Linked DNA regions of Mus musculus: all the other regions are linked to region 2. The links are chromatin contacts, called in public HiChIP or PLAC-seq and Micro-C maps. All regions are on one chromosome and are shown on one strand. Each heading gives the region's core, a stretch centred on a gene start, on an enhancer-like site or on the middle of the called end of the contact. The rest is flanking DNA. Distances are from core to core; before and after follow the strand shown.

The links. A called contact is a pair of places that touch in the nucleus more often than the background predicts. HiChIP or PLAC-seq counts read pairs in DNA pulled down with a chosen protein or histone mark.
Region 1: a contact with region 2 is called in an H3K27ac HiChIP or PLAC-seq map of the NIH/3T3 cell line, with 7 times the contacts expected there. The contact joins the promoter of 4930573C15Rik here to the enhancer-like site in region 2. A contact is called at or near these places in 2 of 15 datasets of contacts at CTCF or cohesin (the G1E-ER4 cell line and the NIH/3T3 cell line), 9 of 484 Hi-C or Micro-C datasets (the G1E-ER4 cell line, Th1 cells, bone marrow-derived dendritic cells and 3 more), 19 of 115 datasets of contacts at active chromatin or transcription factors (the NIH/3T3 cell line, SST interneurons, T-cell acute lymphoblastic leukemia and 12 more) and 2 of 9 other capture datasets (liver and pancreatic islet).
Region 3: a contact with region 2 is called in a Micro-C map of the HL-1 cell line, with 3 times the contacts expected there. The contact joins two enhancer-like sites. A contact is called at or near these places in 1 of 15 datasets of contacts at CTCF or cohesin (large pre-B cells), 2 of 484 Hi-C or Micro-C datasets (the HL-1 cell line and bone marrow-derived macrophages) and 5 of 115 datasets of contacts at active chromatin or transcription factors (embryonic stem cells, fetal liver and pancreatic cancer cells).

What each region holds. Positions count from the first base shown.
Region 1 is chr5:146,702,190-146,706,011 of GRCm38.p6, reverse strand. 4930573C15Rik (a long non-coding RNA gene) reads right to left here and starts at 2,175. Exons shown (of 2, transcript XR_868703.2): 1 at 1,825-2,175.
Region 2 is chr5:146,865,686-146,869,517 of GRCm38.p6, reverse strand. All of the region lies in intron 2 of Gm38748 (a long non-coding RNA gene), which reads right to left. Among named protein-coding and RNA genes, the nearest start is that of Gm38748, 9.7 kb to the right of the region's middle. Within about 2 kb of position 1,602, at least 168 of the 459 cell types and tissues checked have an H3K27ac peak or open chromatin away from gene starts, as enhancers often do. A contact at or near this core is called in the G1E-ER4 cell line, the HL-1 cell line, the NIH/3T3 cell line and 8 more, where this site is marked.
Region 3 is chr5:146,673,736-146,677,592 of GRCm38.p6, reverse strand. No RefSeq gene overlaps it. Among named protein-coding and RNA genes, the nearest start is that of Gm34700, 25 kb to the left of the region's middle. Within about 2 kb of position 1,887, at least 114 of the 459 cell types and tissues checked have an H3K27ac peak or open chromatin away from gene starts, as enhancers often do. A contact at or near this core is called in the HL-1 cell line and pancreatic cancer cells, where this site is marked.

The DNA of each region.
Region 1 (3,822 bases), core at 926-3,425, 160 kb after region 2:
GCTCTCCGGGCATCCTGACCTAGGGATCTCTTGCCACTGTGTTGTGTATCATGGGTTCCAATTGACTTTCTGGGCCTCTATTTTGCGGTGGAACTCTCTCTGTCCACTCTGAGAGAGAGAGAGAGAGAGAGAGAGAGAGAGAGAGAGAGAGAGAGAGAGAGAGAGAGACAGAGACAGAGACAGAGACAGAGAGACAGAGAGAGAGACAGAGAGAGAGACAGAGAGAGAGAGAGAGAGCAGAACGCTGCAATGACCTATTTTGCGGTGGAACTCTCTCTGTCCACTCTGAGAGAGAGAGAGCAGAACGCTGCAATAACCTCAGACCTAAACATAGTCATTGCTTTTGACCCTAGAGCCAACTTGGTTTCTTGCTGGGGATTAAATCATTCAGGGAAAACATTTCCCAACAGGCTTCCCAGAATCTACTGCCGCTGCCAACATTCTTGAGCCTCATATAAACAAGATGCCCCCAGCAGAGGAGCTTTAGGGGTGGCGGAAGGGTCATATCATCTGTGTGCCAGGATCATAGACAAGATTAAGTGCTGATTTGAGTGGGAGAACGGGGCATCATTTATATGGTGGGGGAGGGGTGGGTATGTGAGGGTGGGGTACGGTAAGGGTTAGAGGGGCCAAACAGTGAGACTAGTCAGACTCCTGGCAATTCTTGGGAGGCAGACGGATTGTGAATTTTGGGTCAGCCTGGACTACATAGCAAGACCTTATGTAGTAATATAATAATAATAATAATAATAATAATAATAATAATAATAATAGCAACAACAACAACTCATCAATGAAACACTATACACAGCCAATACACAAAGATATCAAAGACATAATGTTGAATGATAAAAAGCCAGAGACTTAAGGGTACCCTGGCTGTGAATACGTTTATTTAACTTCTAAAACCAGATACCACAAATCTACAGCGCTAGACGTTCAGATAATACTTCTGTCGGAGCAAAAGGCTGAGGGGATTGACTGACTGAGTGTGGGAAGGGGATGGGGACACCAGGACACAGGAACGCTCTTCACCAACGATTGTCTGGCTGCTGCATGCACAAACATGTACACACACAACATTCTGTTAGAATGTGTGCATCTTACTATCCACATGACACCAATTTAGAAAGAAAGAAAGAAAGAAAGAAAGAAAGAAAGAAAGAAAGAGAGGGGGGAGGGAGGGAGAGAGAGAGAGAGAGAGAGAGACCATCCTTTTTAGCCACTGAGTAATATCACTGACTGGTTGTCTGCTGGTAGCATGGAACAAAGCCATAGGACAGATTCACCCAGGTACTCAATCAGCCCTTGGGCCTGGGTCAATGGGAGTGGCTATCTGCACATCTCATTTTAGCCCTAGATTTAAAAATTAATTACGTTTGTTTGTCTCCTAGGCACCACTCTTTAAAACAGTAACAATGTGGGCCAGAGAGATGGCTCAGTGGTTAAAAACACTGGCTGTTTTCACAGAGGATCTGGGTTGGGTTTCTGGCTCTCAGTTGGCACACAACCATATTAATCTCCAGATCCAGGGGGAATCTGATGCCCTCTTCTGGCCTCCTTGGGTACTGCATGCATGTGTTGCGCATAGCCACATACAGGCAAACATTCATACACGTAAAATAACCATCCCTTCATCGTACACATAAAATTGTACACATAAAACCACCCCTTCATCATACACATAATATAAAAATAATGATAAAAATCATTTTTAAAATTACAGCAATCTTTGTCCCAGCTGCCATGTGGCCCCTTTCCTAGTTTGGGGAAGGGGGCCTTCAGATTCCTTGAGAAATTCTCATTGCCCTGTGACTCTCTTACTTATGGTAGAAGTGGGGCCAGCCAGACCCTGCTGTCGTTAGCATCAGGTTGAATGGAGACGGAACGGAGCTCTGAGAGAGCTAGCTCCAGGAATGATCAATTCTCAGACATCCACTTTCCAGGAAGTGGAAGGCCTCTGGTCTGCCACGGGGCTGTGCTGGCTTGAGGGCCACTCGGGCTAAGCTGGGTATGGAAGATACTGATTACAAAGCCATTTGTAACCCGTGGTTGGGTAATATAACCATCCCTTCCTCAGCGTGCTGGCCACAGTTCTCTGCCAGGCCAGGAGTTATGGGTTTTTTATTGGTGCTACAGGGGTGATATTTGAGCAGCCTTAGCGCTTAGTCATTTCTGGTTATCAGTGAACTGTAATGTTTCAAACTGCCGGGGGGATGGTCAGAGATAAACTTGGGCCAGCTGCAGACTGAGTGGCGCCTGTGACTGGCTTCACGTGTGTTGTGGATACTCTTTCTATACATCTCTTTCCTCTTTCTCCTCCTCCTCCTCTACCCTTTCCTCCCCTCCTCCCCTTCTCCTTCTCCCCCTCCTCCTTCTCTACCACCAGCACCACCAACTCCCCCCTTCTTTTTAATAAGTTGTGGGATGATACATCATTTTTTTTAACCTAGACATATGTATAATGAAAAAAAAAACCCTCAGATGCAAAGGTGAGAGATGGTCCTATTGACAGCTGTTTCCTTCTTTGCTTTTCCTTCTCTCTTGCTTCTCAGTCATTTGGCCTAGAACAAGTGGATTTGGGGGACAGAATTGACCAGAAAAAAAAATTTTTAAGGCAGTCAGTTCAGGGCTGGAACAGGGCATGTCTCTTCAGATTTCTGAGCTCAAGGCCAGCCTGGTCTACAGAGTGAGTTCCAGGACAGCCAAGGATACACAGAGAAACCCTGTCTTGAAGCCCGCCACCCCCCCCCCCAAAAAAAAGAGAACCAAATAGACTTTGTAGCCACATCAGTCTCCTAGGTACATCACAAGGGCTGCAGGTACAGATGTTACATCGTATCCAAACAAGATGATCTCTGAGGTCCTCTAACTGCCCCGGGAAGCACACTGAAACGTCTCCAGGGGAATCTGCAGGGTAGCTCATGTTTGTGTCAGTTTGATCTCTAGCGAAGGGCATCTGGATCCTTCCTCGAGAAAACCGAGAAAACCATGGTGTGGCAGGTGAGGACCCTGAATGTCTTTAACGGCAGCACTTGAGAGGCAGAGGCAGGAGGATCTCTTTGAGTTTGAGTGCATCCTGCTCTACGTAGCATGTCCCAGACTATCAGGGGGTTACACAGTGAGACTCCCAAAGTCTTCCCCTTGACCTGCAGAGGTCTCTTATTTTATTTCAATGGTGTCTCTCACTTATGTACCTAGTAGTGCATTTGGTTGTAAGGGAGTGAGAAAAATTCCACTCTCTACAGTTAAAGGGGAAAGTCTGGCAGCTGCAAAGGGGGGAAGCAGGTCTCCAAGCAGGTCTCTGAACGTAGGGTACTGACAAGATCGTTGGACACTTTAAACCATTCATACCATTCCTGGGGCTTATGGGAACCCCTTAAACAGCACCTTTTCTCTTTGCCTTTACCCAAATAATATCTTAAAATAACCTCTGTTGCACCCCTAGTGCCAGGCTGAGTCTGAGTAGCCATCAAGGCAGACAGGCATCCAGCCATCAGGGATGGTGGTAAGCGGCTGGTTGGTGGGCTCACGTAATCACGAGACTCTCTTACCCCAGCAGTATCAGGCCGTTTCCTGGTGATATTTTTGACTTTTGGGGGATCTGTTGGAAGACTGGATTCACAGCTGTCTTCCATGTACTGTGCAAGACCTTAGTACTGGGAAACTTTTGGGTGCTGTCCTTTTGTTTAAGATGGTGGAAAGAAGCAACTCTGACCTCAGGTCATCCCAGATGTGCGATCTGACCAGGGTTCAAAACCGGCTGTGGGACTGGGGAGGCGACTCAGTCAAGAAAGTGTTTGCTATAAAAGTATGGGGGCC
Region 2 (3,832 bases), core at 353-2,852:
ACATGACTGTGACATTCCTTTCTTCAGCTATGGTTGTCTGCATGTGATTGAGCTAGTCTTCTAGAACAAACAGGAGAGGGTCCATGAGGTTCCCCCCACCCAAACTGAGAAGCTATTAGCAGTTGGTGGCTGCTGAACAGGGGCAGTCATTTTTCTTTAGGGATGTGTGATCACTGGTAGGTTGTCCACGCTCTGGTGGGGGATGGGCCCATGTGCATTCAGACAATACTAAATGAACTCAGTGGGCACACACACACACACACACACAAACACACATCAGAGGGCATGAGGTGTGGGGGTGTGGGGAATACATGCTGGGCATCTGGAGAGAGTAGAAGGGTGGATATGAGCAGGATACATTGTATACATTGTAGAATTGTCAAAGAACGAATAAAAATATTCTAAAAAAGAAAGAAAGAAACTGTGGGTGAGGGTGGGGCTCACCTTTACTACCAGCACTCGGAAGGCCGAGGCAGGAGAATCTCTGAGTTCAGCCAGATATACAGAGCAAGTTCCAGGGCAGCCAGAGTTACACAGAGAAATCCTGTCTTGGAAAACCAAATGGAAGAGGAAGTAGCTGCATTAGCAAACGTTAGCAAATTTCAGCCGGCGTGTGTTTGATGGACTGTCCCATGCTCTGAGATGGGCACTCCTGCCCTCCCTAACTCTTCAGACACTCCCTCTTCTGGTCCTCCTCCCATCTGGTGATGTCCCTCTCTGATCCTGTCACAGGCTTCTTCATCCACTTATAATCCTCGAAGTTACCCTCCTTGATTCCATCCCAGTCTACCTTCCCTCTTATCCTCCCACAATACCCTCATCTTGGACAAATTCATTCACCCCAAAGTCTGGCTTCTGGTGCATGTGCCTCAGGGTCCCACAGCTCAGCCTTGGCCAGGCTCACTTCAGAATTCAGCTTGAAGAAGAGCTGGGGCCTCCAGGAAGGGACACTCTCCCTGTGGCGTCTGCCAAGCGCTCAAGGGGAAACCTACCTGTCCTGTTCTCCACTATGTCTCTGATAGTGCTTAACACAAGCCAGATGCTGAAACAATTCCCTCCAAGGAAGAGAGAGAAAAGGAAAGAAGGGGAAGAGGAAAAGAGGGATTGGGGTGGGGGATGGGGACAGAAGCTGACTTAAGCCTCTGCTGTTTACCAAACCCTTGTCTTTGGGCAAACAACTCAGCCTTCCAGACCCCAATAGCCTCAGAGTTCCCATTTACAGATCTAGGCTTTCTGGGGGTTCTGAAGTCTGAGCCAGATGATAGAGAAAAGGTTACCTCAAGGTCTGGCCAGAAACTATGGTCCCCATGCCGCTGTCATTATCACTGACAGGGACCATGGGGCCCTTGAGGAGTAAGGGACAGAGCAGCTGAGGTCATTCACTTTCCACGGGTAGACCTGTATCCTCCCCGCCTCCCAGAAGCCCTGGCACCCTGGGGGCTCCCAAGAAAGGCTGTGACTCTCCCCGTTAGGGCTACCACCCAGTTGCTGGGAGATGGCTGAAAACCTCTTCATCAGATCAGCAGTTTCTGACATACACAAAGAAGGAGCCAGCAGACCCATTAACACACTCAGTGCGTTCTGAACCGCCAGGAACTCGGCCTGAATCACTACCCTTGTCAACAGTGCCTCTTGGCAGTGTCTGAAGATTCTGTCCTCAGCTTCGGACCGGGTTTCTTAACTGGGAGGGGGGGAGGGGGGCGGCAGGAAGCAGGAAGGAGCCTCACTGCTGACCGAGTGCCCACTGTGCTAAGAACATTCAGTTACACAGATGGAGGGACAGCAAGGACAGCTGATGGTAGCGCGTGGGACCGGAGCTCAGCCTTTAGGAGGAGACTAAGCATTTTAGCTTTAGAACTAGCTCTAGGCACCGGAGCACTGAGTGGGTGGAGGGGCGTGGCAGGTGTCTTGGCTAGGCGGCGGTAAGAAAGCATCAAGCGTCGTAGAAGAAACAGCTCACATGATAGAATTTCCCCCTCCTGTTTCTGGAGGCTGAGATGCCACTGATCAGATCATAAAGCAAATTTAGAATCTGGGGAGGGCCTGCTTCCTGGCTCATGGATGGCGCCTGTTATCTGGGTTCTCACAGGACTGAAAGAGTGCTCAGGGGTGGGGGTGGGGAGGAATATGGTGATGCGTGCCTATACTCTCAGGGCTTGGAAGCTGAAGCAGGGGGATGGTAATGCTGAGGCTAGTTTGGGCCACATAAACAAAACCCTGGGTTAAAATTTGAATCTAGGGCTGACGAGATGGCTCAATGGGTAAGAGCACTGACTGCTCTTCCGAAGGTCCTGAGTTCAAATCCCAGCAACCACATGGTGGCTCACAACCATCCGTAATGAGATCTGACGCCCTCTACTGGTGTGTCCGAAGACAGCTACAGTGTACTTACATATAATAAATAGATAAATCTTTTTTTTTTAAATTTGAATCTATAACGCCCCACACAGGCTTATGACTTGAATGCTTGCTCCTATAGGGGGAAGGGAGACCTAGATGGAATAAGAAGGTTCCTTGAGGCAGGCTCCAGGTATGTGTATATTACCTCTGGTCACTTCCTGTCTCCCTGTCTTCTGGCCCACCATGACATGAGCCAAGTTCTTTGCCCTATCTTGCCCACCAGGATGGGCAGTGACCCTGAAACCTGTGAGCCTGTGAGCCAAAATTATATCTCGTTTTTTTTTTTTTTTTTTTTTTAGGCCACTGTGATTAAAAAGTAACTGCTATTAGCGGGGTGGAGAAAGAGGGGGAGGGAGGGAAGGAGAGGGAACGCGAGAGGGAGGGAGATTGCTCTCTGATGTTCTGTTATAAGCTCAAAAATCCCTTTGTGAAGGCACACACTATGGTTCATCCAGTCTTAGCCCAGTCCTAAAGCCCCCTGTCCTAATAGCACCCCACCATGGAAGAAGGGTTTGATACATGAATTTAGGCTATGGAAGATATGATGTCATATCTTGGTTGTCAACTTTACTGCAAACTGCTGGGCACTTCTACAGGGGCCTTTCTTAATCAGATTATTAAAAACATAAAGCCACGCCCTGAATGTGTGCAGCCCAGATAAAAAGATATGGATGGAAAGAAGAAATTTTGCTTTTTGCCTGCTTTTTTTGTTTGTTTTTTGTCTTGCTGGCAAGTTCATGTATCTCTTTGCTACAGCTTTCCTTTGGCAGTTTTAGAACCAACTTCTCCAATCTTCCAGAATAGACTGAGGACCGGCAGCCTCTCCAGGAGCCCCCCCAGGGTCAGACTGGGACTGTTGAGACCTTCAGCCTCCTGGACCAACTGACCCCTGCATTCTCAGCCTCTTCACTGTGATAGAGACATTGTTGGGCCATCAAACTGCATCCTGTAAACTAAGCTAATGAGTCCCACCTTAGTGTATGTGTGGTGTGTGATGTGATGTGTAGTGTATGTATGTGTATGTGGTATGGTGTGTATGTGTATGTGTGGTTGGTAGGTGTGGTATGGTGTGTGTATGTTTGTGGTGTGTGATGTGTGGTGTGTACTGTGTGTGTGTGTGTGTGTGTGTGTGGTGTGGAGTAATGTGGTGTGTGATATGTGGTGTGGCAGGTAGTGCATGTGTATGTGGTGTATGTATGGTGTGATGTGTGTATGTAGTGTGTGTACAGTGTGTATGTGTGTGTGTGGTGTGTGTGTTCTACCAGGTCTGTGCCTTCAGAAGATTCTAACATGGGATCATAGGCAAGGCATTTACAAGCATTTATTCCACATGGCAGGAAGCAGCCTTCCTGACCTAAATGCATGTTTTTGACCACAAAGGCTTCCTGGTGAGCGCCAGTTACTGCAGAGTAGAGAGGGCCAGGCCTGGAGC
Region 3 (3,857 bases), core at 638-3,137, 190 kb after region 2:
CACATGGTGGCTCACAACCATCTGTAATGGGATCCGATGCCCTCTTGTGACATCTCTGTAGAGAGCAACAGTGTACTGATACATAAAAAAAATTAAATAAATCCTTAAAAACACCACCACCACCACCAACAACAACAGAATGTAGATGCCGGTCCGCTGTGCAATCACATGTATGAGACATGCAATGCTGGTCTCGCATGGACTTCTCACTCTGCTACTGAAGGACTTGCGTCCCCATCCGTTCTGTCCGTATTTGCATGCCAGCTGGGCTGTCAACTCGACTCCTGGCAAAGGGGGCGTTCTGGGTCAGGAGTCTGTTGCCAGCTCTGAATTCTTTCCAAGGAAGGTTAAAATCCCTCTAGGGTATAATGCAGTCCCCCAAAGCCCTCTTAGCTTCTTTGGGGGCCCAAGGAGGACAAAGAATCTGGGGGAAGGGTGAAATCAGTGGATGGTTCTGGGGCTTAGGAATGGGGGTGGGGTGGGGTGGGTGGGGTGGAGTGGGGGCCTGAACCCATTCAGCCCCTGAGGGCAGTAGGTGACAGGGTTGTAGAAGGTCACTGCTATTAGAGAGGACTCTGGGAATGTCAAGCTGCTGCAATCACCCTCAGGAGGTCACTGCTGAGTTTGAGTCAGACTCTGTGGGATGAGAGGGTCCCTTTTAAGAGCCACTATTTAAATTTAAATTTTACTCTATGTCTTACCCAGAGCCACAGGATCTCAACCATGTGGACCCATGAAAGGAAACCACTTCTTTCTAACATAATAAAATACTGCTTTAACTGAGATACCATAAAACAGGACCACGTTGGCCGTCATCATGCATGCGGTTCGGCGGCATTGAGTCCCTTCTAGTCCTTGCGCAACCCCCACCATCTGCCTCCACGGCTTTTCATCATGCAGAACCGAAACTGGAGCAGATTTCATTAAACATTAACTTCCTCCACCCACCGCGGCCAGCTCCTGGCAGCCAACACCCCAGTCTTCCTTTCTAAGTCTGACCTCATGTATGTAACATCATACAGGAATTCTCTTCTCGGGTCTGGCTTATTTCATCAAGTCATTCAGAGTAGCCAAGTGTCCCCTGGCTTTAGCCACTCCGTCACATGTGCCAGGTTTTATTCCTTTTCAGTCTGAGTACTATTCCATTGGGTGCCGAGGCCGCGGTCTCCTCATGCTGGGGGACACATGGCTACTCTGAATGACTTGATGATGAACACAGGTGAACCAGAGACCTACTTGCAAGGAATACCTTCCAGGACCACCCTCTCCAGCTCCCCCCCCCCCCAGCCCCACTCTCCCAAGGATTTCTGAAACGGCAGGGTTCTTGGACACTATCCAAGATAGAGATGCTCTGTACAAGGACAGTCAATCGGATAACTGAGTTAGCTCCTAGGTAACTAGAAAACAGGTAGCATGTACCGTGTGGATACACTACACAAAAGCATGACCAACCCCGGGCTGGGAGGAGCGGAATGACAAAGGCCACTGTGCCACTTCTTGGAATGAGGCACTGTTTAGAACTTGTGAAATGCTCATTTCTGGATTTTTTTTTTTCCATTTAGTTTTCAACCCAACCACAGGCAGGTTGAAACTGTAGAAAGAGAATTATGGGTAAGAGCTTCCTCCAACTGCAAAGGAACTAGATGACTTTAAAGATTCCCCCAAGAGGTCCCAGCAAGTTGAGAATGGCTGAAGTTAATTGCTTTTGAGCACATATTATGCACCACTGACTACCTGATGGGCGTTTGCTCTGTGGCTCCTCACAGCTCGTGAAGTGGGACCCACCGCCATTCTTGGATTCAGAAATCAGACACAAGAGAGAGCCTCTGGAGCCACGGTCCAATTGTAGGTGGAGCTCAGGCCTCTGTCCCCAGCGCTATGCTATTCTGTCCGCCTCTCGCCATGGCTCCTGGCAGCACTTCCACTTCAAGGGAAAGGCCCTTGAAACACAGCTTAGAGACATCAGAATGCAATCTTCAATTTCACCCTGGAAAGAATTTTTTTTTTCCTGCACACCAAATATTTAGTAAGGAGGTTTAATAAATAAAGGTTGTTTATTTTATGTGATCATAGTTATTTTTATTTTAACTTGCAGCTTCATGGTTATTTTATAATAAGTTATCAGCCTGTGTGTTTCCTGAGGTTCAGTAATGCGGAAGCTGTTTCGTGGGACTAAGGCCGTGTGTTACCCGCGACAATACTGCCATCCTGTGGCGGGATGGAACACTGCAGCTTTGTTAACTATCCAATCCTGCAAGGGCAGGTGAAGAAAAGGTCAGGGTTGTATTCAAACGGGGATGGGGGTGGGGGTGGGGGTTGGGGTGGAGGGTGGGGGTGGGTGCCCTCTCCTGCTTGAGGCCACAGTCAGACCATGTCCTCAGTTTGTCAGAGTCCAGGACACACACAGTTCCTGTTCCCTTTGACTCTCGGAGACTCCTGCTCAGACGGGAGTTGTGGCGGGAGACTCAGGGCGCTGGTGGGAGGGTAATGGCAACCCCACCTGCAACCACAGGGACCAAGAATCCAAACGTGGTGTGCATCTCACCCTGTCCTTACTTTTAAGAGGTTTCTATTAACCAGAATTTTCCTTCCTTTCCTCTCTCATCATCCCCCCACGTCGCCTTCTCCCCTCCCAAAAAGGTTGGGGGAGTGTGTGTGGGCGGGGATGCATTGGGAAGTGACCAGATCAGACCTAATTGCCAGCAAACAAGCTCAGGTATATAGGAGCAGCTCTTGGGCAACGCCGAGGACAGAGAAGTCAGGTGGGGAACCCTGGATGTGTCAGGAATGAGCTGGCTTTTCGCCATATAAGGTCCTGGTTCAAGTGCTTGGTAGTTGTTCAACTCGGGGCTGGCGCCGTCCGGAACTCAGTTTTGGTGCCATCTGGGTAAGGGGGGGCTTGACAATTCGGGCAGGGCTGTAGAGAGGGGCTTTCTGGCCCACACCATGCTGGTCTTTGGTGATGGCTCGTGTTTGCTGTCAGTAAACCATGCATTATGGGCACCAGGAGGAGGGTGTTTGAATTAATTTAAATGTATGACTGTTTTGCCCGAACATATGTATGGGAACCATATGTATGTCTTGTGCCTGCAGAGGCCAGAACGACCATTGAATCCCCTAGAACTGGAGTTACAGATGGTTGTGAGCTGTCATGTGGGTGCCAGGAATTGAACTTGGGTCCTCTGCAGGAGAAACCAGTGCTCTTAACCACGGAGCCATCTCTGCAGCCCTGTGTAAATGTTCTAAAAGATGAGATCTTTTAGGTCACAGTAGTTACTGTCGGCTGGGCCAAGGTGACCTGGATATGTCTAGCTTGGATTCTGTGGAGGTCATGAACTCAGGGCAACTAGCTACACAGCCAGTGTTCTGTGACTGTGTCCCTCTACACAGCCTCTTTCCTTCCCTAGCACGCTGGGCAATCACACAAACATTCAATCTCCCTCTACCCGCTTTCTATTTTTCTTCTCCAGAGTCTTACTATGTAGCCTTGGCTGGTTTGGAAATTGCTATGGAAATCAGGCTGGCTTCAAACTCAGAGATCTGCTTACCTCTGCCTCCTGAGTGTTGAAGTGGTCTCTCTCTCTCTCTCTCTCTCTCTCTCTCTCTCTCTCTCTCTCTCTCTCTCTCTCTCTCTCTCTTATCGAGATAGGGTTTCTCTGTATAGCCCCGGCTGTCCTGGAACTCATTCTGTAGACCAGGCTGGCCTCAAACTCAGAAATCTGCCAGCCTCTGCCTCCCAAGTGCTGGGATTAAAGGCGTGCGCCACCACTGCCTGGCTCCTCTTCTCGTAAAGCCCTTCCCTTGGATGATTTCTCTGGCTGACTTCCCTTGCTTCTGCTTAGGTTCATTGCTCTGTG